Regions from separate parts of the Sus scrofa genome. Here region 1 is linked to region 2. A link is a contact called in public HiChIP or PLAC-seq data. All regions are on one chromosome and are shown on one strand. The core of a region is the stretch at or near the end of the contact, and the rest is flanking DNA. Distances in the headings are between cores, read along the strand shown. Region 1 holds the start of CHRM5 (muscarinic acetylcholine receptor M5). Region 2 holds the start of KATNBL1 (chromosome 15 open reading frame 29).

Region 1 (3,544 bases), core at 557-3,056, 140 kb after region 2:
TGTTCCCCTGCCAGTACAACTTCTCTTCCACTTTTTTCTTTTTCCATCGGCAGAGAAGCAGCATCTTAAAGGTTTCCTGAAGGTTCTGTTGCAGAGGGCATAGCAGATGGGGTTGACAGTGCTATTGACGTAGCACAACCAGTAGCCCAAGTGCCACAGAGAGACTGGGACACACTTGTCACAGAAGGTGGAAACCAGGACCATGATATTGTAAGGGGTCCACGTGATAATGAAAGCCAGGAGAATGGCACTCAAGGTCTGGGCTGCTTTCCGCTCTTTGACGAGGACCATCCTCTTTCGTTTGGTCATCTGATGGCTGAGGCTGGGATCGAGGCCCTTGGTTGAAGGGTCCTTGGACACTGGGAAGGAGCAGGGCATGATTTTCACCTTGTGACATCCGTTGTTGGTGTCTGGGGTCCCATCAGCTTTTACTACCAACCGGAACTTATAGGCCACACATTTCTGACTCTTGGGTCGCTGAGCCGAAGCTGGAGACAGGAAGTATTTGGGGGTGTCATAGTCATTTTTTTCAGTTTGAGCGTTCGCAAGAGTTTCCTTGGTCTCTTCAGCACTGAATTTTTCCCTCGGGCTTTCCTTGGCCTGGCTCTTGTAGACCACTTGGAAGACAGGGGCAGTGGTGGGCTTGTCCTCGTCTTCTGAGGAGGGGTAGCTGCTACAGGTGGTTAGCTGCTCGGCTTTGGCCCACTCAGTGCTCGGGCAAGAGGCTTGGGAGGGCTTCCCAGGGGTGGAAGTGCTCCTGCGGGAGGATGACCAAGAGGCTTGGTTCCTTTCCCTCTGGGCCAGTGGGGGCCGAGGGCAGCTAAAGCAGGACCTGAGCAGCACCTTGTGAGCTGGCTTGCTCTTCTCCACTTCAGCCACTGAGTCAGAGCCCTGGAGATCAGCCAGGTCCTTGGTTCGCTTCTCTGTTTCCCGGTAGATTCGGCAGTAGAGGATTGTCATGACGGAAACAGGGATGTAGAAGGCAGCAATGGCCGTGCCGAAAGTGATGGTGGGCTCAGACAGGAACTGGATCTGGCACTCATCTGGTGGTACCGTTCGTTCCCCAACCAAGTACTGCCAGCAGAGGATCGCTGGGGCCCAGAGGATGAAGGAGATCAGCCATGCCAAGCCAATCATGATGCCAGCCCTCTTTGGGGTACGCTTGGCCCGATACGTCAGCGGTCTTGTGATAGAAAAGTAACGGTCAAAACTGATCACCAGAAGGTTCATGACAGAAGCATTGCTGGCCACGTAGTCCAGTGCAAGCCAAAGGTCACAGCCAGACTTCCGAGAGCCCAGCGTCCCATGAGGATGTATGTCGTGTAGAGGTTCATGGAGAAGATCCCAATGATGAGATCTGCACAGGCTAAGCTGAGCAGATAATAGTTGTTAACTGTCTTCAGCTGGCTGTTGACTTTGAAGGAGATCATGACTAAGACATTGCCCACAATGGTGATCAGGCTCACCACAGCCGTCACAGCTGCGATGGTGATCACTTCCCACAACCCATGGCGTTCCAAAGGTTGGTGATTCACGGGGGTGCCATTGATGGTGGTTGCATTGTGGTAAGAGTCCCCTTCCATCCTGGTGCAAGAGTTTACATTAGGAGAAGGCTTAGATTCTAGGCTGTTCTCTTTTCTATCTTGCCTCCTTCGGCCAGGTTCTGGAAGAGAGAGAAATACATTAGTTCTACTCACCAGCTTACATTTATTTTCCACTCATTGTTTTTTTTTAAACTGAATGAATTTCATTACATTTATAGTTGTACAATGATGATCACAACCCAATTTTACAGCATTTCCATCCCCACCCCCCTGCAACCTGTCTCCTTTGGAAACCATACATTTTTCCAGTCTGTGAGTCAGTTTATGTTCTGCTAAGTCCATTGTATCCTTTTTTAGATTCCACATATAAATGATAGCATATGATGTTGGGGTCTCATTGTCTGACTAACTTCACTTAGCATGATAATTTCTAAATTCATCCACGTCACTGCAAATACCCTTATTTCATTCCTTTTTATGGCTGAGTAATATTCCATTGTGTATATGTACCACAACTTCTTGATCCACTCCTCTGTCAATGGACATTTAGGTTGCTCCCATGTCTTGGCTATTGTATATAGTACTGCAATGAATATTGGAGTACATGTATCTTTTCAAGTCATGGTTTTCTCTGGATAGATGCCTAAGAGTGGGATTGCTTGATCAAATGGCAATTCTGTATTTAGTTATCTGAGGAACCTCCATGCTGTTTTCCATAGTGGTTGCACCAATTTACATTCCCACCAACAGTGTAATAGGGTTTCCTTTTCTCCATATCCTCTCTAGCATTTATTGTTTTCAGACTTTTTTGATGATGGTCAGTCTGGTTAGTGTAAGGTAGTACCTTATAGTATTTTTTATTTGCATTTCTCTAATAATTAGTGATGTTGAACATCTTTTCATGTCTTTTTTGACCTTTACATCTTTGGAGAATTGTCTGTTAAGATCTTCTGCCATTTTTTGTGGGGTTGTTTGTTTTTTGGTATTGAGGAGCAGGTGTTTATATATTTTGGAGATTAATCCCTTGTCAGTTGTTTCATTTGCGAATATTTTCTCCCAATATGTGGGTTGTCTTTTCATTTTGTTTATGCTTTTCTCTGCTGTGCAAAAACGTTTAAATTTAATTCGGTCCCATTTGTTTATTTTTGTTTTTGTTGTCATTACTCTAGGAGGTAGATCTGAGAAGATATTTCTGTGGTTTGTTAGAGAGTGTTCAGCCTATGTTTTCCTCTAAGAGTATTATAGTAGCAGTCTTATATTTAGGTCTTTAATCCATTCTGAGTTTATTTTTGTGTATGGTGTTAGGAAGTGTTCTAATTTTATTCTTTTACATGTAGCTGTCTAGTTTTCCCAGCACCTCCACTCATTGTTTATAATTTCTAAAAGAACATTAAATGTCCCACACCTTTTCAGAGCGAGATGCTAAAATATCTAAAGCTTTGATTACAGTTTCATATAGGCATCATCCCTTTGCTTTTTATGATTACCGATGTACAAGAGCCTTTCCTGTTATGAGGCTGCTGCCCTCTTGTGGTTCCTATGGGCATTTTTTTCTTTTTAGAGCCTAATGTGGACGTTCCCAGGTTGGGGATCCAATCAGAGCTACAGCTGTTAGCCTACGCTGCAGCCACAGCAACACTAGATCTGAAGTGCATCTTTGACCTAGAGAGCAGCTCACAGCAACGCTGGAGCCTTAACCACTGAAGGAGGCCAGGGATCAAACCCACATACTTATGGATGCTAGTCCGGTTCACTACTGTTGAGCTGCAATGGGAACTCCCTATGGGCAATTTTTTACACAGTCTGGGAAGATGAGGAGGGCAAACTGAAAAGAAAAAAAAAAAAAAAAGGATTGTTGGGGAGCAGTAAAGGGGGAAAGCAGGTGACGTTGTTACCTTAGACAGCAATGGCTTTGAGAGCAAACTCTTTTTTTAAGCTCCTGATGATGAGAACATATTCTCTCCTGCACTAGGGAAAAAGACACATATCTACTTTATAAT
Region 2 (3,517 bases), core at 483-2,982:
CCTGTTTGTCCAAGTCACTGTCAGCTCCGCCTGGTACAATGTCAGCCTGGCACATGGTGGGCCCTCAAAAATATGTTGAATCCAACTTAAATGACCTGCTCTTTAGGCAGCCCTGGGGAGTTCTGAAAGGTGTGCTTAGGGAAATGAGTCAAGGAATTAGAGTCTTGCAGTGAAAAACTGCCCCATTAAAGGCACTACTCCATTGTCTTCTCCAAGGGATGAGAGTCTCACCAAAGACAAATTTGTTCTTGACACAGTTTGGTTAACCTTGACCAGTAGCTTGCCTTTGAAGATGGATAAACTCTGTCTGCACTAAGATGAAGATAATTAAAAGCATATAAGGGACAGATCCAACCCTAATCTCACAGGCTAGTGTAGCTCATCCCAAAGTGACTGAGTCTGCTTCCTGGGGACAGGGTCTACCTCATACATATTTGTGTTCTTAAGAGTCCAGTACAGGAGTTCCCGTCGTGGCGCAGTGGTTAACGAATCCGACTAGGAATCATGAGGTGGCGGGTTCGGTCCCTGTCCTTGCTCAGTGGGTTAACGATCCGGCGTTGCCATGAGCTGTGGTGTAGGTTGCAGACGCGGCTCGGATCCCGCGTTGCTGTGGCTCTGGCGTACGCCGGTGGCTACAGCTCCGATTCGACCCCCTAGCCTGGGAACCTCCATGTGTCGCGGGAGCGGCCCAAGAAATAGCAACAACAACAAAAAGACAAAAGCCAAAAAAAAAAAAAAAAAAGAGTCCAGTACAGAGTCTGGCATATATTAGGAACTAAAAAAGTAATAGCTAAAAATATAGCTTACCATGTGCCAGACACATTCCTCTAAGAATTTCCTATGTATTAACTCATGTAATCCTATCATCTATGAAGCAAATACTGTTATCATCCCCATTTTAAGATGGGGAAACCAAAGCACACAAGAGTTTATATGACTTGCACAAGGTCACAAAGCTCTGGAGTCTGTTTTAAATACGTTCCTTAGTGCAATTGAACGGGAATGATGAATAAACCTCTCCCTTTTTTTTGTCTTTTTAGGGCCGCACCCACAGCATATGGAGGTTCCCAGGCTAGGGGTCCAATGGGAGCAGTAGCCGCCAGCTTATGCCACAGCCACAGCAACACCAGTTCGGAGCCGCGTCTGCGACCTACACTGCAGCTCACAGCAACGCAGGATCCTTAACTCGCTGAGCGAGGCCAAAGATCGACCGGCAACCTCACTTCCTAGTCGGATTCATTTCCACTGCGGCACCAGGGAAGCTCCATCCCTGAACCATATTTATTTTATTTTATTTTTTTGGTCTTTTTGCCTTTTCTTGGGCCGCTCCCGTGGCATATGGAGGTTCCCAGGCTAGGGGTCTAATCGAAGCTGTAACCGCCAGCCTACGCCAAAGCCACAGCAACACCAGATCCGAGCCGCGTCTGAGACCTACACCACAGCTCATGGCAACGCCGGATCGTTAACCCACTGAGCAAGGCCAGGGATGGAACCCGCAACCTCATGGTTCCTAGTCGAATTCGTTAACCACTGTGCCACGAAGGGAACTCCTGCACCATGTTTTTATAGCAGATTGTTTGCACTTAATGTACAACACTTAAAGCACAGTCTCTCCCGCCAGACTGGCACTAGCGCAAAGTTATTCTTTGACTCTGACCCACCCTCAGTCCCTAAAGCAGTACTTGCCGCAAGACTGCCGTGCGTACCCGTGGCCGCCAGGGGGCACTATGCCCCCGCGCCCTCTTTCCCCTCCCTCCAGTCCTACGCAACCTGAGAGCCCCGCTGGGAGGAGCCTCCGAGACGCCCTCGGGGGAGCTATCCCGGCGGGCCCCGCGCGCGGCCGCGTTTGAATGGCCCTGAGTGGGACTCGGCCGGGAGCCGAGAGATAGTCCGGGCGCAGTCGGCTGGCGCCGGGGCTGCGCGGAGGCGCCGCGGTACCATGAGGCGCCGGTAAGTGACAACCTGGCCTGCGCCAGCCCCGTGCCCGAAACTGCCCTGCCGAGGCCGGGCTTCTCCTCGGGCCTGACCGCGCCCTACCCCACCTGCAGGCCCCGCGGCGGCCTCCGCTTACCCCGGCCCGTGGCGGGGCCGCCCGGGTCGGGGGTCTGGGCGGCGAGGTCCGGGTGGAGCCCCTGTCTGGCCGCGGCGAGGACGGTCGCCGCAGCGAGCGCTGGAGGCCACCCGGGTGGGCGAGGGGTCCGCCGGGAGAGGCGTGGACGGAACCTGCTGTCACTTATCCTCGGGTGGAGCCGACTGGTGCACCCCGGGGAGGGGGAAGGACGCTGCGCGTCTGGGGCGCTCTGTTTGAGGACAGGTTTTCCCGAGAGCCGCCCAGGCCCGGCCTTGGTATTTCCTTATTTTCTGTCGGGTGCTTGCTTCCCTGACACATAAGCTTTTGTGTAGCAGGACAAAAACTTGACATAACTGCATAAGAATTGCTGATTGCAACCTTAAAAACCTCATTGTATTTTCTGAAAAGTTGATCTGTAACAGTACCTAGGCTTTTACCACGCTCTTAAATTGGCTTAAATGTGGAGATAACAAAGAGTTGATTTGTTTCTTCTGGCTTGTAAAATTCCTTGAAAACAGAGGTGTCTATGTCGGTTTCTCTGCAGATTAAAGAAAAAAAAAACTGTAACAGAAATTAGGTCTGTAATAATCACCAGCTTAGCATTGGCAAAAATTATGAAAAAAAAATAGTCCACCTAATAGCTTAAATTTGTGTAGTTTATCCTTCTTGTTTGTTTTTTAACCAGTTTCAGACTTGATTCAGGACTTAATACTTTTGCTTGGCTAATAACTAGCGCTGTAGTGATAAGAATGGCTGATATTTATTTCGTGCTTTGTATATGCTAAGCACTTTGAGAGCTTTGCTTTGGGACAGATGCTGTTATTATTCCCACTTTGACTAGGAGGAAACTGAGGCACAGAGAAGTTAAGTAACTTGTATAAGATGTAATTGGTACCAAAGCTGGGTTGGCTCCACCTTTTAACTATGTTTCTCTACTGCCTCCTTTATAGGTGGCTCTTTTTAGTTTACAGAGCACTTTCATTTCATTTACTTCTCTCAACTGGGGAGATAATATACATGCCTTGGTGTACACATGCATACGTTACCAAATCGAGTTCTCTGCTCTTGCTGACATAATTAAGTTTTGTGCATTGAGCAAAAAAAACCCATTTGATATTTTAAGATAGAGTTTGTAAAGTTCCTGTTTGTGTTGTAATTTATAGTTTTAATTCCTGTGTATCATATCCTAAAAGTGTACAGTTTGAAACTTTTGTATTTCTTAAAATATACCCTTATATATTGTTCCTTTCTGAAAACTTAAAAAACTTGTACTTGGAAAAGATTAATAACTCCATGACAAGAAATAAGGTTCAAAAGCAAAATCACTTCCTGAGAAATCAGCAGTTTATGCTTAATTTACAGCAGAGCATTTAAATTTCATTCATCAATGGAGTGCCTGTTGTGGCTCAGTGGAAATGCATCTGACTAGCATCCATGAAGATGCCG

The links. HiChIP or PLAC-seq counts read pairs in DNA pulled down with a chosen protein or histone mark.
Region 1: an H3K27ac HiChIP or PLAC-seq map of alveolar macrophages shows a contact between it and region 2. The contact joins the promoter of CHRM5 here to the promoter of KATNBL1 in region 2. A contact is called at or near these places in 14 of 47 Hi-C or Micro-C datasets (alveolar macrophages, blood, embryonic fibroblasts and 9 more) and 2 of 2 datasets of contacts at active chromatin or transcription factors (alveolar macrophages and skeletal muscle).

What each region holds. Positions count from the first base shown.
Region 1 is chr7:80,427,381-80,430,924 of Sscrofa11.1, forward strand. CHRM5 (muscarinic acetylcholine receptor M5) reads right to left here and starts at 1,807. Exons shown (of 3, transcript XM_021099908.1): 1 at 1,283-1,807; 2 at 78-1,280; 3 at 1-75. The coding sequence starts at 1,583.
Region 2 is chr7:80,286,257-80,289,773 of Sscrofa11.1, forward strand. KATNBL1 (chromosome 15 open reading frame 29) reads left to right here and starts at 1,733. Exons shown (of 10, transcript NM_001190181.1): 1 at 1,733-1,950.